2 separate regions of the Gossypium hirsutum genome follow, and region 2 is linked to region 1. Evidence: chromatin contacts called from public Hi-C data. All regions are on one chromosome and are shown on one strand. Each heading gives the region's core, a stretch centred on a gene start, on an enhancer-like site or on the middle of the called end of the contact. The rest is flanking DNA. Distances are from core to core; before and after follow the strand shown.

The links. Hi-C and Micro-C count contacts between places; a contact is called where the count stands out from the background.
Region 2: a contact with region 1 is called in a Hi-C map of leaf, with 5 times the contacts expected there. The contact joins the promoter of LOC121232023 here to the enhancer-like site in region 1. A contact is called at or near these places in 20 of 34 Hi-C or Micro-C datasets (anther, callus, fibers and 4 more).

The regions. Positions count from the first base shown.
Region 1 is chrA07:6,069,209-6,072,530 of Gossypium_hirsutum_v2.1, forward strand. It overlaps LOC121232022 (signal recognition particle subunit SRP68), which reads left to right. Exons shown (of 14, transcript XM_041117349.1): 14 at 182-676. The coding sequence ends at 403. Among protein-coding and RNA genes, the nearest start is that of LOC121232022, 7.5 kb to the left of the region's middle. Within about 2 kb of position 1,628, at least 4 of the 9 cell types and tissues checked have an H3K27ac peak or open chromatin away from gene starts, as enhancers often do. A contact at or near this core is called in fibers and leaf, where this site is marked.
Region 2 is chrA07:6,105,283-6,108,270 of Gossypium_hirsutum_v2.1, forward strand. It overlaps LOC121232023 (auxin response factor 2B), which reads left to right and starts at 1,396. Exons shown (of 14, transcript XM_041117352.1): 1 at 1,396-1,857; 2 at 1,936-2,048; 3 at 2,207-2,302; 4 at 2,398-2,454; 5 at 2,547-2,702; 6 at 2,778-2,862; 7 at 2,977-2,988. The coding sequence starts at 1,710.

The sequences.
Region 1 (3,322 bases), core at 378-2,877:
GATTTTGTAGAAATTGCATAATACCCACTGGCATCCTTAACTAATTTTGAATCCTATAGAAATTATCACGATAACATTTATTTCCATTGTTGCATAAACTCCTTCGTTCATGATAATTTGTTTTGCTTATGATCCCGATTTTGCTACATTGTTGTAATGATGCTGCTTTGGAGTGGTTCAGGTGGAAAAATACCTACTCGAGAAACTCGATCTCTACGAGCCCGCAATTAGTGAGTCAAATGTGAAAGCTGTTCCGCGTATAGAACCCTTCCCGCCGGCCTTCCAGTCAATACCCCGTAATCCAATCGTTTTAGACTTGGCTTATAATGCCATTGATTTCCCATCTATAGAAAACAGGATGAAGAAAGACAAGAAGGGTTTCATTAGTAGGCTTTGGGGTTGAGTTACAGTTCAAGGTAAGATTTGATTTGAAAGGAATAGAACCAAAAATTAAAAACCGCTTTCTTTTCACATGCTTTTGACTTTTGACGTTTGACTTCATGATTTGGTTAACTGCAAAATTTTGGTATTTAGACTGAGATGATGTGAAATATTTTGGACAGTAAAAAATCGTTTTTTTTTATTTGGATGATTTTCAGATTCTGATATTAGTTTTATTGTATCTGATCGGAATTTCCTTAAATTTGAGATCTGAATCCATTTTTATTTTAGTTTAGATATCTGAATTTGTTTTGCTTGTATGGATAATAGATTTTGACTGATCTTACAGATTTAATTTTTGTTTAATTTTGAATTATTATTTTGTTAAGCCAATATTTTTATCTTCAAATGCAGTTTTGGATGGAAATATTTAAATAGATGTTTTACCATGTAAAATTAAAGGGATAAATATCACAATTATACAGGAACTTTGATCTAATGTATAATGTCATATATGAATTTTGATTTTATGAAATTTGTATTTGATTCAATTTTTATAGTAACTAACTAACATTATCGATATATTATGTACATAAACAATTATATTAATTTAATCTGAAAATAAATAAATGCATTTATTAATTTAAATGTATACAGTTAAATTAAAATTAATTCTTTTGTACTTACAATTGAAGTTAAAATTAATTGACTAAAATTTATATATAAATTCGGTTTTTATCCTTAAATTAAAATTTTATAAAATACATTAGTGGATCATGTTTTTAATTCTTATTTATCATCTAACATTAAAATTCTCACAGCCAAAAAACGGTAAAGTTTCTTAAATATTTATATTGAATTTTCTAACTATTTTCCTTTTTGAAATTTATTTCAACTATATATTATTATATATTTAAAATTGGAATATTTTTTTAATGTTATTTTAATATTTAAAATATGATTTATATGTTCAAATTAAATTTTATGAATAATTTATATTAATTATTTAAAAAATATTTAATCTCATATTTAATAAATCAAAACATGAATAATGAGTTACAATCAATTAATTTTTATATTTTTATTATAATTCTAAGTTGATAGATTTCATATATAATAATATTAGTGAATTTAAATATTATTTAAATGTATATTATATATTTTACACATTTTATATGATTAATATTTTTATAGAAGGTCTTCCCTTAGGCGATGGGCAATTGGGCCTCTAAACTAACATGCCTGAAATGGGCTTATGGATCTTGTACCACTCTGATCAAAATCATTATAAGCTTTTAATGGTGGTGGAGAATAATAGGATTCATGCAAATTATAAACTCAATTTTTCTCTTCATTTCTTCCTCATTTTGTTCCATCTTCTTGTTTTTTTAAAAAAAAAACCTTAAATCAAACCCTAAATCCGTTAAGGTTAAAAAACTCTACAAACACTAAAACATGTTTTTAGATAATATTAAAATAATAATAATAATAATAACAGATACATGTCCTTCATTTAATTTTTGTTGTGAAGTTAAATTACTAGGGACTTTGGTAAGTAAAATTGTGAAGTTGGGTAAGGGAAGAAAAAAGTCTCCAAATTGAGGCAAAGTAAGTGAATTTGGGTGTACGTATGAGATTGGATTCTTAAAGGTGTGATTAAGAGAAAGGAAAATGTGGAGGACCATTTGGTCTATTGTTCCAATAATACAATTACCATTGCCTAACCTTTTTTTTCTCCTCCTTTAAAAAGGAGAGAGATAATGGTCCAATATTCTCTACCAAACATTTGCCTTTCCTTTTATTGATAACATGAAGCTTGCATTGCATGCTTCATCAACTATTTCTCTTAGTAAAAAACTAAGTGGCATCAATGCATTCAAAATCACCCAATTTTTTCTTCTCCAATACACTTACCAGCATTTTTCATCAAGTATAAGATTATAGGATAATACTTGGTGTAGGACCAAATTTATGCTCGGGCCCAAAGCTCACAAACCCAAACTCAAATACACTACACAGCCCAACTAATTTATGCCATGACCCAATACGAGAAACCATCCACTACCTCCATCACCCCCACACCCTACTAAATCACCCCACTAAATCACCCCACTAACTCCATCATCCCACTAAACCATCCACTATCTCCATCACCCCACTTGCCTATAAAAAGAAAGGGCAATCAGTTGTAAAAGTTGGCTATAAAAGCCATTCAAAACTATTGTACAAGGGGGGAGTTCTTTTTTGGAGATTAATCAAATATCAAAGCAAAAGAGGTTTTTTTTGTCTATTCTCGTTTTAAATTCTTTTTTGTTTATTGTTTTCCTTTCAATTTTATTTTGTTTTCTTATACGAAAATAAAAATAAAAGGAAGAAGCTTACCTATTTTAGAATTACCGAAAAATATTTTTTTTTAGGTCCAGCTGCCTTGCACGGTGCCGCCGACGGTGGCCCGTGGGGGTCCGGTGACCGGAACAAGGCAGAACCGATGGCCGGATTTAGAAGGAAGGGGGAGAGTGTTATTTTTAATATTGTTATTATTATTATTATATTATTATTATACTTATTTTATTACTGTTACTATTATTTTGTATATATTTATTATCATTATTGATTTATTATTATTATTAGAAACATTTTTTTATTTTTTTATTTTTTTATTTTTATATTATTATTTTTATTAATATATTATTATTATTGTCTTCTATTTTGTTGTTGTTATTATTATTTTAATCGTTATTACTATGTTTATTGTTATTGTAGCATTATTCTATTATTACTATTATTATAGTTAATTAATTCTACATTTTCATTACCCTATATATTTTCTTTTTATATTTGTTTTATCCCTCCATATGTATATATATTATCGTTTTCACATTATTATTTTTATGTATAGATCCTTTCTTTATCTATGTATATATATTATATTTTCATATAT
Region 2 (2,988 bases), core at 146-2,645, 36 kb after region 1:
AATAAAGCGTAGCTAACGTGCGCGGTAGGGCGCACAATCCCCATACTTTTTTATTTTTATTTTATTATTATCTAATTTTCGCTTATTATCTTTCTTACAGCAAACCTGCCTGTTCATAGCACGACAAAACCACTTCCCCATAAAAACACAACAACTGTCCCACTAACGTCAAGACAAACGTCGTTTGCTGCCAACCCAATCAATCCTTGACACTTTTTCACTTTCATATTTATTACTTCATTTAAAACTCTAATTTTAGTTCCATCAGCACCAAGTAATTGAGATAAAATTTCTTACCTTTATTTCAAATATATGATTTTTTTTTTATATTTTCTGTTTAGTGGAGTTCATATTAGAGTATTTTCCTTTTAATATCTTTTTATTACAATAATTTTTATTTTTTATTTAAGTTTGAGTCAATTCATCAATAATTTAGTTGGTAAATGATTAAGCGTGGATTTGATGAGAAATACATTTAGCTACGATTAGTGTAAAAACAACGATCACAGTGAGATTAGATACTGTAATGATACTATAGCGTGATACAAAAAGTAAGTTAAAACGTATCTTATTGTACCTAATCGTCTATCTAAACCTACCCCAAAAACTTTTTTACTTTTATGAAATATTAAATATTTATATTTATATATGGAGTGTTTTTACTGAATTGATGTCATGAGTTAATAAAACATCACTTTAACCGTGAAATTATTAAAATACACTCCCATATATAAATTAAATTATATATGATAGATTTGATTATAAATTTTAAATAGCATAAAAGCAAATCAAACTTAGACTTGTTAATTGGACAAATTAGATAAATTTTAAACATTATTTTCATAATCGGATCAGAATGAAAGATTAGATTATTTAATCCATGAATTAGTTGAATTAATCAGGTTGATTAATTAAATCGATTGAACTAATTTTTTAAAAAAAATTATTTAATTAAATTGATGGGAATTCAGACATATGCTTTAATTAATTTAACCATAAGTCGGATCATGATATTGAGTTTCATATTGATAAATTGAACGAGATTTAAAATAATTGAATTGAATATTAAATATAATCAATAAATCCATGGTAGAGAATGAAGAAGCTTTGTTAAGAGCTCTGAGCTCATGAAAACTAACGAAAAAAAAAACCAAAAAGGTAAACGTCGTTAAAATCCAAGCCGAGGATGAAGGATTTTATTATTTTATTATTATTTAATTATTAAAATAAATAATAAATAATTTTACAACATGTTCCATCTGGTCCCCTTGAACCTTGACTCCTCTCCATCCGGCTGGCCCAATGATAAGTATAACCGGCTATAACCGGTTAATAAAGAAATTCGTACCGGTTAGTGCCGGTTTATTTTCAGTGGGTTTAGAAATTGACCGCGGTTGAAATGATTGCAATTCGCTTCTTCCTATCACCATTGGAAGTTACAGAGAGACAAACACACCAAAAAAGAAAGAAAAAAAAAGGAAACCAGAGAGAAAAAAGAGATTCAGCTTTTTTAATTTTTTGGCTTTGATTATTATATTTTTTTGCAATTCTGTTGTTGTGATTTGATTGATTTACGTGTTAATCAACGAGATTTGGTGGTGAATTTGAGTGAAATTTAAGGTTTTTTAGGGATTTTTCGTGGATATTATGATTTTTTTTTCGAGAGTTAATCAGATGAGAGATCTGAGCTAAAAAAGAGATTTTGAAAAATGACGAATACGGAGGTAGCTATGAAAGGGAATTGTGTGAACGGAAGAGGAGGAGAGAGCTTTTCTTCTGGTTATAGTGAGCCAAATGATGGTAGGAATACCGTGGAAGGGCAAAATGGTCATTCGACTCGTCAAGCTCCGGCTACAGGTGTGTTCATGCAGTTTCTGGCTTTTGTTGTCTTTGTTGTTGATTTTTGGTTGTTTTTAATGCATGTATTTTTAATAGACCCCGAATCGGCGTTGTATAATGAACTATGGCATGCATGTGCTGGACCTTTGGTCACTGTTCCTCGTGAACAAGATCGTGTGTTTTACTTTCCTCAAGGTCACATAGAACAGGTTTTCTTCTACCTTTAGTTTTGTTCTTCATCTTTGTTGGCAAAGGAATGTGATTTGAAAGTGGATTTTAATTTTCTTTGTTTCTTTTTTTTTTCACGATTGTTGCTATTTCGGGTTTGTTTTTATTTGCTTACCCACTGGTCTGGGGGTGAAATCAGGTTGAGGCGTCTACTAGTCAAGTAGCAGACGAACAGATGCCAGTGTATAATCTTCCATCAAAGATCCTTTGTCGTGTGATTAACGTTCAGTTAAAGGTACCTTGTCTTTTACTGTTATTTACCTTCTTTTTTTTTTTTTTTTGGTTTCCTTTCTGGGTTTTGGAATAACTTTTTTGCTTTTAATTCTATAGGCTGAACCAGATACAGATGAAGTCTTTGCTCAAGTGACTTTACTTCCTGAGCCTAATGTAAGCTTCGATCTCTTTTGTTTTTGGTATTTTTGTTATTTTAGGAACTGATGGGAAGTTGAATTTCTAAAGGCTTGTTCTTTGCTTGGCAGCAAGATGAGAACACTGTGAACAAGGAGCCTCCTGCGCCTCAACCACCACGGTTCCATGTGCATTCCTTTTGCAAGACCCTCACTGCCTCAGATACAAGCACCCATGGTGGGTTTTCGGTGCTCAGGCGGCATGCAGATGAATGTCTTCCACCATTGGTTTGCGTCTATCAGAAGCACCTGTATAGTTCCTTTTTGTAGTTAGGTTCTTATTTATTTGTGCTTGTTTAACAGGACATGTCACGGCAACCTCCAACCCAGGAGTTGGTTGCTAAGGATTTGCATGGAAATGAGTGGCGATTCCGGCATATTTTCAGGGGTAATGGTCATGAATGTTCTTACAAGTTCTGGGCGATGGATTCTTTTATTTGGTTCTGTTCTGCTTAAGCAATCTGGACTTGCAATTTGATTTAAATGTCGGTGGAAATAACAGGTCAACCACGAA